Linked DNA regions of Hordeum vulgare: region 2 is linked to region 1. The links are chromatin contacts, called in public Hi-C maps. All regions are on one chromosome and are shown on one strand. The core of a region is the stretch at or near the end of the contact, and the rest is flanking DNA. Distances in the headings are between cores, read along the strand shown. Region 1 holds the start of LOC123398932 (actin-3-like). Region 2 holds the start of LOC123395984 (transcription factor VIP1-like).

Region 1 (3,284 bases), core at 620-3,119:
AACATAGTTGACCCACCACTGAGCACAATGTTACCATACAGGTCCTTCCTGATATCCACATCACACTTCATGATAGAGTTGTAGGTGGTCTCATGGATTCCAGCAGCTTCCATACCAATGAAAGATGGCTGGAAAAGGACCTCAGGGCAACGGAACCTCTCTGCCCCAATGGTGATCACCTGCCCATCAGGCAGCTCATAGCTCTTCTCCACAGAGGAGCTGCTCTTGGCATTTTCCAGCTCTTGTTCATAGTCAAGAGCCACATATGCGAGCTTCTCCTTAATATCCCTTACAATTTCCCGTTCGGCAGTCGTGGTGAAGGAGTAACCTCTCTCCGTAAGAATCTTCATCAAACAGTCAGTTAGGTCACGCCCAGCGAGGTCAAGACGAAGGATGGCATGTGGAAGGGCATATCCTTCATAGATTGGCACAGTATGGCTGACACCATCACCAGAATCCAACACGATACCTGGAGAAACAACATTTATTCTCAGCTCAGATTGAGGACGAAGCTTACATTTTAGAACGTGCGTGTTTGCAACGACAATTACCTGTTGTGCGTCCACTAGCATATAGGGAAAGCACTGCCTGGATGGCCACATACATGGCTGGAACATTAAAGGTCTCAAACATGATTTGTGTCATCTTCTCCCTGTTAGCCTTGGGGTTCAGGGGTGCCTCAGTCAGCAGTACTGGGTGCTCCTCAGGTGCAACACGGAGCTCATTGTAGAAAGTGTGATGCCAGATCTTCTCCATATCGTCCCAGTTGCTGACGATACCATGCTCGATCGGGTACTTCAAGGTGAGGATACCCCTCTTGGATTGGGCCTCGTCACCAACATATGCATCTTTCTGCCCCATCCCCACCATCACACCAGTGTGGCGGGGGCGCCCAACGATACTTGGGAAGACAGCCCTTGGCGCATCATCCCCTGCAAAACCAGCCTGTGGAGAATACAGACCACAGTCAGCACCATGAAGGCTGGACTGAGGCGAATTGACCAAAAGGAGCAATACAAACCTTGACCATGCCAGTTCCATTGTCGCAGACAAGGGGCTGGATGTCCTCACCGTCAGCCATTTGATTAAGTGACTCTGTTGCATAAATTTTGACAGGAAAGCTATTATTGCCAGATACCAACCAACAAAATCACACGAACAGAAGAAAATTCACCATGAGAAATCACAATGTTACTACGTTGCAGCAACAATGTTAGCACCTACGACATCATCTGAGTTGTAAATGTTGTAACTCTGCTTTTTCTTTTCTCCCATTTTATAGTAGTGAGCAAATCAAAGGCTATACACAACATATATGACTTGGAAAATACGTAAGCAAATCAACCGATGGTCCAATCATACACTCTGATCCAAAACCACACAAGAACACCCACATGCAGTTTCTTGGCTGTTATAACTCTACTAGGACTCAATCTAAGCGCACATCACAAACCATCAGTTCCAGGTTCTGACTGTTGCACTCCGGGGCAGGAAAAAAAAAAGGCAAAGCAAGAACAGCACATGCAAGAACCGTACAAACTAGTCGTTTCTCGGGTAATTGATCAGATCTAGCACGCCCCAGCACCGACCGCGCACAAATCGCATGCTTCCGGGCCAAAATTAGCAGGGATAATCTGGAAAAGAAGAAAGGAACTGCTGCGAGGATGGCCGAACGTGCTTACCCGGGGATCTAGGGGAACCTGCCCGCCTGAGGACCTCCCGCCGAGATGAGCGGACACTGCAAAGAGCGGACGAAGAGGATGAGAGGGTGGGTGGCGGCGGTGGCGGCGAACTAGGCAGAGGCAGGAGAACCAAGTGTTAGGCTTGGCCTCGTGCCCTCTTTTATACGCACACATATAGAGTATTTCCTAACCCTCTCTTGATTTTCCTGAGCCAAATATAAAATAAAGTATTTAATTTTATCTGCCAGTTTTCATGAGAAAATAGTAAGAGAAAAATAGGTTTCGGATAAGCGGCAAATTTCCTACCGCATCCTCCAGCACATAGCGAAGCCGTCCGTAAACACAAATGCTGGAGGTCATCATCCAATTATAACTGCATACATTTTAATAACAGTTTGATTTACTAGACAAAATTTGTTCAAACATGACGAAAATTCCGGATTTTAATTACATTTGAAACTGAAAAAAACTACCCCACCCTAAACCTATTCTACGACGGCGGCGTCCGGTGTTCAAAGTTGTGTCGTCCTCCACCCGTCGTCTTCATGAGCACGAGCGATAAGACACGTGAAGTGGAGGTGCAGTCTCCGACGAGGAAGAGTAGAACACTTGAGACGTACCGGCCCTCGTGGAACACAAGGTCCTGTCACCTCCCATGCCATATGCATACTCGGAAGACTACTCGCCCTCTCCGTCGCGTGTGAACATTAGGTCCATGAGGGAAATGATGGTGCTCACATTGTGGTCGTCCCATCGGGTTGCCTAATGGTTTGTTGCTGGTGCGTAGGACGTGCAGCTCGCGTTGTTACGGAATCTACGCCTCAGTTATCACGTGCAACTACACCTATGCGACGGTCGTTTTCGGTCAAGCGACGGCTTAAGCGTGGACGGCATCGTAGATGGCACGCTACTCCGCGACGAAGTTCGGGTTCGCTGCGACCATGGTTGCGAAGGCCTCCTCGCTCACGGGCACGCCGTTGATCTGGCCCAACGCCAGTTGGTGTTGCTGCAGCGCTCGCTCTAAAGCCGACGTAGGCGCCGACGCGGGCTGCCCCTCTGCCATGATGGTGTTGTGCGCGACACCTTAGTGAGTTTCTCGGCACGTGAGCCTTCTTAATGGCGGTATACGAACGGATGGGGCATTGAACGGGTGTGGTATATATTCATCTCATCCCGTCTAGTCACACGTCTCCAGCATTGAACAAGCGTGGACAAGCCGCTCCCCGGTGTGCCTCTTCAATGGCGAAGGCAGTGAGAGATCGCATCCACCCTGAATCGTCTCTAATGTGGAGTGGCGCACTCTACATCGACATGAATGTGGAGAACTGGTGCCGGGAGGGAACACGCACAAGCGAGGGTGAAGGGGTTTAGGCGGGTCAGGTTGGTAAGAAGCGAGCGTGGTCGCGTGTCCAAACTCGTGCAAAGCCCCCACATTTGCCTTTGGTTTGTGAAAGAAAGTACGTACGGACCGCGCTGCAAACCGATACAAAAACCGTATTGGATGACTTCTATGGTCCACACAACACAATCCAAACACATGCGAGAGATTTACTGGTCGGCGTTGAAGATACCTTAATAATCTACTCCCTCCGCCCCATAGTG
Region 2 (3,534 bases), core at 773-3,272, 300 kb after region 1:
TACACACATCGACCCTATCTAGCATGCATCTAGTGTATTAAGTGCATGGAGAAACAGGGGAATGCTTTAAGAATGATGACATGATGTAGACAAGATATATTAATGTAGGAATAGACCCCCATCGTTTATCCTTAATAGCAATGATACATGCGTGTCATGTCTCTTTTGTCACCAAGATTGAGGACCGCAAGATCGAATCCATCACAAAGAACATCTTCCCATTGCAAGATAAAAAGATCAAGTTGGCCAAACAAAACCCAAATATCAGAGAAAAAATACGAGGCTATAATAATCAAGCATGGATATAATTTCATAGATCTGATCATAAACTCATAGTTCATCGGATCCTAACAAACACACCGCGAAAGAAAGAGTTACATCAAATAGATCTCCAAAAGACCATTGTAATGAGAAGCAAAACTAGAGAGAAATCCATCTAGCTACTGCCTATGGACCCGTAGGTATGATATGAACTACTCACGCATCATCGGAGGAGCACCGATGAGGATGATGAACCTCCTCCCCCCGTGATCGTGTTCCTTTCCGGAACTGGCTATAGATTGGATTTCGTGGATTATGGAACTTGCGGCAGCTGAAACGATTTTTCGTCGACTCATTTAGGCTTTTTAAAATATTAGGGTATTTATAGAGCTCATAGGCGGTGGAGGAGGTGCCCGAGGACCCAACCCACAAACCAAGGCATAAGAGGAAGAGTTTTTTCACTGTTCTAACCTTAATCTGAACAATAGCACAAAATGAACTCCGTACGAAACCATTTCACGATTTGACCCTTTTAGAAACGCCACACCCGTGGCGTTGCTTCTCCATATAGAAACGTCACTCTACCATGGTGTTTCTGCTCCACATTCACACGCCTAACTAGCTCGCGTTGCAGCTCACATAGAAACGCCAGTGGGTCTGGCGTTGCTACCCAGGTGACAAACGTCATGTACCATGGCGTTGCTGGACTTGCATGGGTCAACGCATGCCTGCTGCACCTGCATGTGTTATGGTAGCTGTGAGCTGTGATGTGAGCAGCAATACAAGAAATTCATGGCAGGCAGAGGCATACATGACAAGGATGTGATGTGAGCAGGCAGATGCAGTATAAGAAATTCGTGGCAGGCAGCTGTGATGTGAGAAGCAGTACAAGAAATTCGGGGCACGCATACCTGCTGCACCTGCATGCATTATGGCAGGCAGAGGCAGGACCCCTACGACCCAATGCCCCACTCCTCGGCCACGCACACCATCACACCGACCGCTGCGACGCAGCATTGCTTTAACCCCTCAACTTGAGCCTTTTCTTGCCCATCCTGCCATCATGTCTAACTCTCTCTCCTACAGCTGCGCTCTGCGGAGCTAAAGCTAATTGTACTCGCAGAGTACCATAGGACCTCACTCGCATCGAGACCTGCCTGTTTTTCTCTATTTCCTTCTTTCTTGCCGTGCGTTGACCCAGACCACATGCAGGTGCAACAGGTAGCAGGTATCGCTGCCCAGCAACACCATGGTACATGGCGTTTGTCGCATGGTAGCAACGCCACACCCACTCGCATTTGTATGTGAGCTCCAACGCAAGCTAGTTAGGCGTGTGAATGTGGAACAGAAACGTCACGGTAGACAGGAGTTGCTATGTGCAGCAGCAACGCCACGGGTTGTGACATTTCTAAAAGGGTCAGATCGTGAAATAGTTTTTATACAAAATTCATTTTATGTTATAGTTTTAAATTAAGGTGAGGACATTGAAAAAGTCCTAAGAGGAACGTCCTAGCGATTTGTACTTCCCGGTGGCCGCACCGTACGCCAGGTCCACCCGGACACCCTTTTCCACCTCGCGTCCACACTTGAGGCTCCCGATGAAGATTCTCTACAGCTCCTGGACTCTCCTCACCACTTTGGACCGTCCATTGCGCCTCGCGATTTGTTCAGGCTGTGCACCGGGGGCACGCAGGGGAGCGCGGCACCACCCACGCGGCCTGCCCCCATTTTCTCCTCACACGTATCTCACCAACTCGATCCCCCGAGCTCAAACACACACACACACACACACACACACACACAGCGCAACGCCTCCCAGCTCGACTCCACGCGCCGCCGCCGCCGCCGCCGCCGCCGGCGTAGACCTCCCGTTGGCCGCCATGGACCCGCGCTTCCAGCTTCCCACCCCGGTGCCGTCCTCCGGCGGCGCTGCCGTGCGAGGGCACCACCGGCGGGCCCATTCGGAGACGTTTCTGCGCTTCCCCGACACCGACCTCTTCCTCGACCCCGATGGAGACTTCTCCTTCTCCGACCTCGACTTCCCATCCCTCTCCGATGATTCCCCGGCGCTCTCCGACCCAACCCCGCCTCCTCCGCCGCCGATGGCGGCCAGCTCGTCCCAGGCACCGGTTCCCCGTCCACCAGGCGGGACCCACAACAGGAGCCTATCCCTTGACGCCGCCTTCTTCGAGGGCCTCGCCTTGCAGGGGGGAGGAGGCGGACATAAGAGGAGTGGCTCCATGGATGGGGTGAACTCGCCGTTCGAAGGCGAGTCGGCGCTGTCGGGCGGGCCACTGGATTACGCCAAGAAGGCCATGCCGGCCGAGAGGATCGCCGAGCTAGCCCTCCTTGACCCCAAACGCGCAAAGAGGTGAGGAAATAAATCTTCAGTTCTTCTTTCTCGATCCGGAAGGTGGTGTCATCTCATCTACTGATGTAATTTGTCATGTGAACCATATTTTTTTGGACCTGCTGACCCTATGGGAGATCATGCGAGCAAATGCCGCAATCTGGAAGTGTTCCCTAAAAACCCACTCTGAGCAAACGCTCGAGACAATTGCCATGGTAAAACAGATATATTTGCCACGCTACTGTGTAAAGATTTGCCATGTTGTAAAGATTTTTCTTACAATTCTAGCAGAAAGATTGTCAGGAATTTGCCATGCTGCAGCAGAGTAATTGCCATGCGTTTTTTATGGATTTGCCATGATGCAACATGGGCAATTGCCAGCCTAAAATAAAATAAAAATTTCAACTTAGTTCAAGATTTGCCATGCTGGCAGAAGAAAATTGCCATGCTACACCAAAGGGAAATGGTGAAACTTCCCATGCTCTAGAAATCAGAATTTTCCATCCCGGATGTGTTCGTTCAAATTGCCATCCTGACCAAACTACCGTCAGGTCGTAGTTCGCTCAGAGGGGCCGTGGGAGCGAAAAGTGATTGCCACGTGTCTTGCTTTGAAATTCGTACACAGGAATTGAACGTGTCATAGCGTGTTCGCTCAAAACCCCTTTGAGCTGAGATCGTTAACATTCTAGGTGTCTGCACATGTTTGTACTCCCCCTGTTCCATGTTTTAGCTCCAATTTGAACTAAAACCACGGCAAGAACTATGGAACGGAGGGAAGTGATAATTTCTGCTACTGGAAGTGTGCTATCAATTTTGAGATCTCGGATATCTGGATGATATTTGCAATGTTTAGGGTTCGTCTCCTAGTTGTATTTGGGTTGTACTAATTTAGGATAATTGTATGTCTATGTGTAGAATTTTGG

Evidence for each region. A called contact is a pair of places that touch in the nucleus more often than the background predicts.
Region 2: a contact with region 1 is called in a Hi-C map of seedling, with 5 times the contacts expected there. The contact joins the promoter of LOC123395984 here to the promoter of LOC123398932 in region 1. A contact is called at or near these places in 2 of 6 Hi-C or Micro-C datasets (leaf and seedling) and 1 of 1 datasets of contacts at active chromatin or transcription factors (embryo).

Annotation. Positions count from the first base shown.
Region 1 is chr5H:263,269,015-263,272,298 of MorexV3_pseudomolecules_assembly, forward strand. LOC123398932 (actin-3-like) reads right to left here and starts at 1,870. Exons shown (of 5, transcript XM_045093373.1): 1 at 1,683-1,870; 2 at 1,022-1,095; 3 at 552-945; 4 at 1-469. The coding sequence starts at 1,081.
Region 2 is chr5H:263,567,191-263,570,724 of MorexV3_pseudomolecules_assembly, forward strand. It overlaps LOC123395984 (transcription factor VIP1-like), which reads left to right and starts at 2,023. Exons shown (of 4, transcript XM_045091008.1): 1 at 2,023-2,632; 2 at 3,527-3,534. The coding sequence starts at 2,142.